Linked DNA regions of Zea mays: region 1 is linked to region 2. The links are chromatin contacts, called in public Hi-C maps. All regions are on one chromosome and are shown on one strand. Each heading gives the region's core, a stretch centred on a gene start, on an enhancer-like site or on the middle of the called end of the contact. The rest is flanking DNA. Distances are from core to core; before and after follow the strand shown.

The links. A called contact is a pair of places that touch in the nucleus more often than the background predicts.
Region 1: a contact with region 2 is called in a Hi-C map of tassel, with 3 times the contacts expected there. The contact joins the enhancer-like site here to the promoter of LOC103630485 in region 2. A contact is called at or near these places in 2 of 25 Hi-C or Micro-C datasets (ear and tassel).

What each region holds. Positions count from the first base shown.
Region 1 is chr6:165,110,707-165,114,298 of Zm-B73-REFERENCE-NAM-5.0, forward strand. No RefSeq gene overlaps it. Among protein-coding and RNA genes, the nearest start is that of LOC111589637, 27 kb to the right of the region's middle. Within about 2 kb of position 1,900, at least 16 of the 20 cell types and tissues checked have an H3K27ac peak or open chromatin away from gene starts, as enhancers often do. A contact at or near this core is called in ear and tassel, where this site is marked.
Region 2 is chr6:164,978,993-164,982,523 of Zm-B73-REFERENCE-NAM-5.0, forward strand. It overlaps LOC103630485 (U-box domain-containing protein 16), which reads left to right and starts at 1,975. Exons shown (of 1, transcript XM_008651535.4): 1 at 1,975-3,531. The coding sequence starts at 2,354.

The DNA of each region.
Region 1 (3,592 bases), core at 650-3,149, 130 kb after region 2:
ACATTCAAACATCGTAGCTAATAGTTTAGTTATTAGTTATTTTTAGTAAATTAGTTAATAGTTAGCTAACTATTTGTTAACTAGCTAATTTCACTAGTAATTTTTTAGTCAACTACCTATTAATTATAGTGCATTAGGATAATTTACTAAAAGTAGATAATATATAACTAAATTATTATTAACTAGACTGTTTGAATGTATCTAACTAATTTTAGCATTCTCTTAGGGTTTGTTCGGTTATTTTCAATCCATATGGATTGAGAGATATTTTGACTTACTAGTGACTGAAACCCCTCAATCGGCCTCAATCCATATGGATTGAGGTAGAACCGAACAAGCCCTTAAGGTCAAAACGATCAGGTCCAAGCTTTATGGTTTACTCACACTGTTCACTTATCAAATTTGAGGTGAAGTTGCTTGTGTGTGGTGCCCATCTGGCCCACGACCAGGACACAGGGACAGCGGTCGGTCCACCGCCCCTCGGTGGCCTTTTCTTCTTTGAGGAGCGCTAATTCTGTAAGCCCCAAGTGCTATGAATTCTTCATATGGTTGGGGTAAACAGTGCTTCTCATGCATGCCTAGCCTAGTGGTCATCCACTGAACTACTGAAGATATACCACCAAGCAGAAATGAAAAGGAAAGAAAAGAATTCAGGCGACAGGCCAGGAACATACGCTGTCCCAGTGCTCCTTCATATGGTGTGAGGAGCTAACGCTAATTCTCCCCGCAATCCTGCATACGGTTTGGGGTAAGAGCAATGCTTCTCATGCATATAGCCTACTGAACTACTGAAGATATATTCCACCACACCAGCCTGAAATGAAAAGAATTCAGGCGAGTAACACACGCTGGTAAACGGTAAACCCTCCACAGGGAAAAGCGGCACGAGCAGGAAGCAGACAAATAAATTCAGATACCCACACGGACGGAGAATGAACAGCTTGTCCCGTGCGTTTGGCCGGGGCTGCCCTGGTCAACACACGTGTACGTGCAAGCGGCGGGAGAGCACCGAGAAAAGCCAGAGTGATCTCTCAGAGTCAGAGCGCAGTGCTGCTGCTCCTGCTGCATCAGCCGCGCAGGCGGCAGGCCAGTGGCCGGCGAAGCTTCCGTCGAGCCAGCGGTCACTCGGCAGTGTGACAGACCGGTTCAGGGGAGAATCACCAGCAGTCACCACCTCTCTGACGAAACAGCAGCCACTGCGGTCCATAGCCGGTCAAGCTGAGAGGCTATCACCTATCACTCTTATCAGGAAGAGCAAGGACGGCTCGCCGGTGCCATGGCGTGGCCACTTGCATCCGGTAGGTGACATGTCACTCGTGGTGGCTGGCGCCCGTGCGGCCGCGGCGGCAGCCAGCGAGCCTGTTGTCCAGGTGTGTGCCGTGTGCGTGGATACGGCGGACACCAGCGCACGGGCGGCTGATCTTCGCGAAAGGGACCGGGTTGCATGATTGTGTCGCGGATACGGGTTGCTTTCGTCGCGTCCCTTGTAGCCGTAGCGCAGCGCAGCGAAGTACTGAGGCCAATGTGGAGGTGCATGTATGACAGACAACCAAGCATTCAGGTTCAGGAAGCGACAGTAGGTGAGCTTGCATATTGCAAGAGATCCAACAGCAGACGGCGAAAAGGAGCAGATAATTTCAGCAGTGAGTGCACAGTGGAAATTGGAATGACTCCTACCAGCACAGCCCAAGTTAATTCCTTGCTTGGACAGCGGAAAAGGAAGGAAACGAACAAAGACCAGATGATTGCAGAACAAAGATGCCAGAGTGCCCGAGCGGCCGCGTGGCGACACCAGCATCATCTAGCTTCCGCTCGCCTTCTTTTCTTTGGCCCAGTCCGCCCGCCGGTCCCAATACCTTCGGCATGGGTCGGGCTTTGGGGTTGGGCCGTTGGGGGTGAGGGACTCGCCACGTTTTCTACTTTCGCTAGCGGCGCGACGAGCTGGCGAGCGATCGTCCCATGGCCGCCCCACGGGCCACGCCGCCACGGGTTTGTTTGTGCTCTTCCCTCCTCCTGCCTCATGTTCTCTGTTCGTCCCCTAGCGCCTAGCGGCAGCGGCACTGCCATCTTTTTTACGACGCGCACATCACCGCCCGGCGGCCGGCGGCCGCGACTGGTTGTTAATCCCCTATACATCCTACTGCCCTAGGCCGAGAGCGAGGGATCGGTGGGTGCAACGACAGTGGAAGGCGGCGCAATGATACAAGAGCTACACGGACGCCCGACGCTGCGGCTGCTGTTGCCTGCGTGCCCCGCACCCGCAGCTTACAGTAACGGTTGATAGCCCGTCACTGCCATAACTTATAGTAACTGTTGGAGGTTCAAAACGTTTATTATTATTTGAGCTAAATTTTCCACACTATCAGAATGGATGTATCACTAAATTTTGAGACAAGTAATAGTGCTAAAAAAACCCTACAAATGGGCCTAGGAGTGGGAGAGGAAGAAAGAGTGAGAAGAGTTCAATAACCTTAGCCCTAGCCTCAACCTCAAGCCAAAGATGGACAGGATAAGTGTCGGCGTTTCGACCCCGGGGGTCCCTGGACCGACGAGTAAATTGTCGCTACGTGCCCCGGCTCAGATGGGTTGGCGCGAGACGGAGCACAAAGGGGGGAAAACCGCAACTTCGTGTTGTCCTGCGCCGGAGTGGATGCGCTTGCAGTAGGGGTTACAAGCGTTCGCGAGGGAGAGAGTCCCGCGCGACCACCCTCCCGTATGAGGACCCTAGCCCTTCCTTTTATAGATGCAAGGAGAGGGTCCAGGTGTACAATGGGGGTGTAGCGATATGCTAACGTGTCCGGTAGAGAGGAGCCGGAGCCCTATGTACATGCCAACGTGGCTGTCGGAGAGGTGCTAGGGCCCTATGTACATGGTGTCGTGGCCGTCGGAGGAGCGTTTGAGTCCTATAGAAGCACAGCTGTCGGGGCTGTCGGGACCTTGCTGACGTCTCCTTACTTCCGTAAGGGGCTGAGAGCCGCCGTCGTCATGGCCGCACGCGGGGAGCCATCATTACTTGTTACCGGGGCGAGCCTGGATGGGACGCCGGTCTTGTTCCCCCGTAGCCTGAGCTAGCTAGGGGTAGGGTAATGATATACCCCCTGCGGCGTGGTCGGTCTGAGCCCGAGGTCGGGCGAGGCGGAGACTCCTCCCGAGGCCGAGGCCGGGGTCGGGCGAGGACGCGATTCCGCCCGAGGTCGAGGTTGAGACCGGGCCCTAGGGTCGGGCGAGGCGGAGTCCATCTTCCGAGGTCGAGGTCGAGGCCGAGCCCTGGCGTCGGGCGAGGCGGAGTCCATCTTCCGAGGCCGAGGCGGGGGCCGAGCCCTAGGGTCGGGCGAGGCAGAGACTTCTCCTGAGGCCGAGGCCCAAGGTCGGGCGAGGCGGAGACTTCTCCTGAGGCCGAGGCCCAAGGTCGGGCGAGGCGGAGCTTCCTGTGGCGCCCGAGGCTGGACTCGACCGCTGTCAGCCTCACCCTGGCGGGTGGCACAGCAGTCGGAGAGGGGCGAGCGGCGCTGTTTTCCTGTCAGATCAGTCAGTGGGAGGGCGAAGTGACTGCGGTCACTTCGATCCTGTCGACTGAGGAACGTGCGTCAGG
Region 2 (3,531 bases), core at 725-3,224:
GTGAATGAGTGAAACTCTAATTCTAGATGGATGTTCAACTTAACAGTCTCCATCGAAACACTGGTATATCAAAGGATTGTGATTCTGATACTTCATCATTACAAATCCTAGAGTTTGGTGGGGATTGTTGGATCTTTTATGGGCTTGACCCATTTATTGAATAAACTCTATGGTGTGTAATGGTGGAGAATACCAATAGTACCACATTGGAAGTCCAAGGGTCTTTTGGCTTGACTTATATGGTGGGATTTATTCCACTTAACTTGGGAAGTCAAGAAATGGACAAGAGCGTGCCACACGCGCGCGCGCGCCGCCGCCGCCGCCGGCCGGGCCGGGCGTGGCGAGGCAGGCAGGCAGGCGAGCGGGCGGGGTGTGGTGTGGTTGTGTTAATTTTTAGCACCCACTAACCGCGTAAACCTTTCAGCTGCATGCGAGACCGTTGTCCTTCAGCTGCCCGTCTCTTGGCGTGTCGCGTGCAGACTCTTCTCCTTCAGCTTCCCTCTGCGAGAGGTTAAATAGAGGAGAACCCCTCGCACTTGACACACACGAGAACAGAACCATTTCAGAGTCACAAGTCCAGCCGCAAGTGAGGGTGTTTCCATCTCGTAGCTCTGCGCGCACAGAGAGGCGAGAGGGCAGGTGCCTCCGAAGCCCTTGCCGTTCGAGACCCTGCTCGGGGGATCGGCAATTAGGTTTTTGGGGAGCGTCTACGCGACTGCCCAACATCTGTCTTTGTCTTCATCGCTGGTTCCTGGCGTCTTCATCTCGTACCACATGACAAGTGAAGTTGGACAGGGATCTAGATCCTCGGAGCGCATGGGAGGGTATGATCAATTCATCTCCTTACTGTTTTACATTCTGCAGATTATATATGTTACATATGTTCATACCTGCTGTTTCATATATAGCCATAAATTTATCCAATGTGTTTTGTCATATTATATCATGACATGTCTGATGCCTGTTCATACTAGTAATATGATAAATTTGTTTGTCTTAATTTTACAGTCATGCTGTTTATGTTGTTGTCTGTTTATTCTCAATTGTTCTGACTGTTTATATGCTTATTATATTTATATGATTCATATGCTTTATGTTCTCATGATCCATATTGTTATGAATATATTTAAAATCACGATTTCTATGATTAAACATATTTTATGTGTCATCATCATAATGTTAATTTATGGAATTAAAATGATATGAAAAATACCTATATTTCTAACATTATGCGCCACCACTGGTCACTGCGGTCCAACTGGAGGGTACTGGCACGAACCATATCTGTCGATTCGGTGCAAAACGTGGACTTCGTGGGGGCAAACTAATACCAGTACGTGCGATGCGACATGTAGCTTTTATATCACACGATCCACCTGGTTGCATCAAGAAGCAACGCATCTGCCTCTCCTTCCAGGAGCGTAGAGCCGGTCGGGTCCTGTGTGTATGGTGTGACCGTGATCCAGAGTGTAATATTCGATTTCCACATGTGACATGGGGGAAATGAGCAACTGCCTGCACCATGGCTGGGGACTGGGCGTGGTTGCTGACAAAGGACCTGCAGGAAACTGTCCTCGCCCGTTCGAGAACAGGAATTTGTCCTGCAAACTGCAGCGCAACCTTGGAAGATTTCCATTTCCTTTTTGGTGAAAAATTGAAGCTTTCCATTTCTTATCCCGGCCTGCAACAACGAGACCATGGACGCGATCCGCTCAAACCGGTTCTAGCAGCTTTACCAACCCCTCTCCCTCAACTGCCAGACCCAAGCCGAGTCACACACGACTACACGAGGCCAAGTACCCCCGGCCAAATCCGGCCGGCCGTGCACCGAGATCGAGCGGCCAGCGTTTTGCCCCCTTTTTTTCTGTTATGGCCCAGCGCGTCAGGCTGTCGACAACATCTCGGCTTCAAACCGTTTCGCCTCAAAGATAGTGTTTTTTTTCTTTTGGTGGGAAAAAAGTAAATACTCCTACTAGTGTTGAGTTGGAGAACGACAGCAATAAAGAAAGGAAATGCACATGCCATGACATGGGTATCCATCACATCTGGGGCCACAACAGTCAGGAGGATTCCGTCCGATTTCCAGCCTCTTCAACCCCAGCTCGCGCACAACTCAACGCGCCAAGCCACCCACGCCGGCCACCCCGTATATATGCTACCCCTCCCCGCCTTCCGCTCCGTGTCTTCTCCCATCTCATCGTCCCATCCCATCTCCAACTCGTCTCACTTGTCCATCCATCCGTGTTTCTTCACCGCCTTCTCTTCGGATTGAGATTGTAATCAGAATCGGATTGAGATTGTAATCAGAATCGGATTCCATCGTTACATACTCAAGGCACATACAGCAGCACCAATGATGAGCGACGCGTGGCCGTCATCCCCCTACTCCTCGTCGGCGCCCGACGGGGAGGTCCTGCGCTCCCTGCACCGCCTGGCGCGGGACCTGTCGGCGGCCGAGGCGCCGGCGCCGTTCCTGCGGCCGGTCTTCGCAGCGGTGGCCAGGCGGGCGCGCCTGCTGGCCGCCGTGTTCGACGACCTGCTGCTGTGCGGCGCGGCCGCGGGCCCGCTGCTGCTGCTGCTGCTGCCGCGCTCCGCGTCCCTGTGCCTCCGGGAGCTCCTGCTCGTGCTGCAGCGGTTCAAGGCGCTCGTGGCCGACTGCGCCACGCGCAGCCGCACGCGCCTGCTGCTTCAGTCGGATGAGGTGGCCGCGCGCGCGCGGGAGCTCCAGCACGACCTCGCCACGCTGATCGACCTGCTCCCCGCCGCGGAGCTCGGGCTCGCCGACGACGTGTCGGACCTCCTGGCGCTCGCGTCGCGGCAGTGCCGCCGCGCGGCGGCCCCGGAGCTGGAGCTGAAGGCGGGCGTGCTCGCGCTGATCCAGGAGGTGGAGCGGGAGATCGTGCCGGAGCGGGAGAGGCTTGAGGGTATCCTGGAGGACGTGGGCATCAACGACCCCGCCAGCTGCAGCGACGAGATCGAGACCCTGGAGCGGGAGATCGGCGACCGCGTCGCCGAGAGGTGGACGTCGTCGATGATCGCCCTCGTCGGCCTCCTCCGCTACGCCAAGTGCGTCCTCTTCAGTGCCGCCACGCCGCGGCCCGTGGACTCCAAGGTGGATCTCGACGACGCGGAGCCACCGTCGCCGCCGCCGGACTTCCGGTGCCCCATCTCCCTCGAGCTGATGGGCGACCCCGTCGTGGCTTCTAGCGGTCAGACGTACGACCGTGACTCCATCACGCGCTGGTTCGGCTCTGGCAAATCCACGTGCCCCAAGACCGGGCAAGTGCTGCTGAATCTGGAACTCGTGCCCAACAAGGCGCTCAAGAACTTGATATCGCGGTGGTGCCGGGAGAACGGCATCCCCATGGAGAGCAGCGAGTCCGGGAAAGCCGAGCCGGCGCCGGCGGTAGGCGCGAACAAGGCCGCGCTGAAGGCGGCGCGCATGACCGCGTCGTTCCTCGTGAAGAAGCTGTCGGCCTCTTTCTCCCCCGAGGCGACGAAGCGCGTGGTCCAAGAGATCCGGCAGCTGGC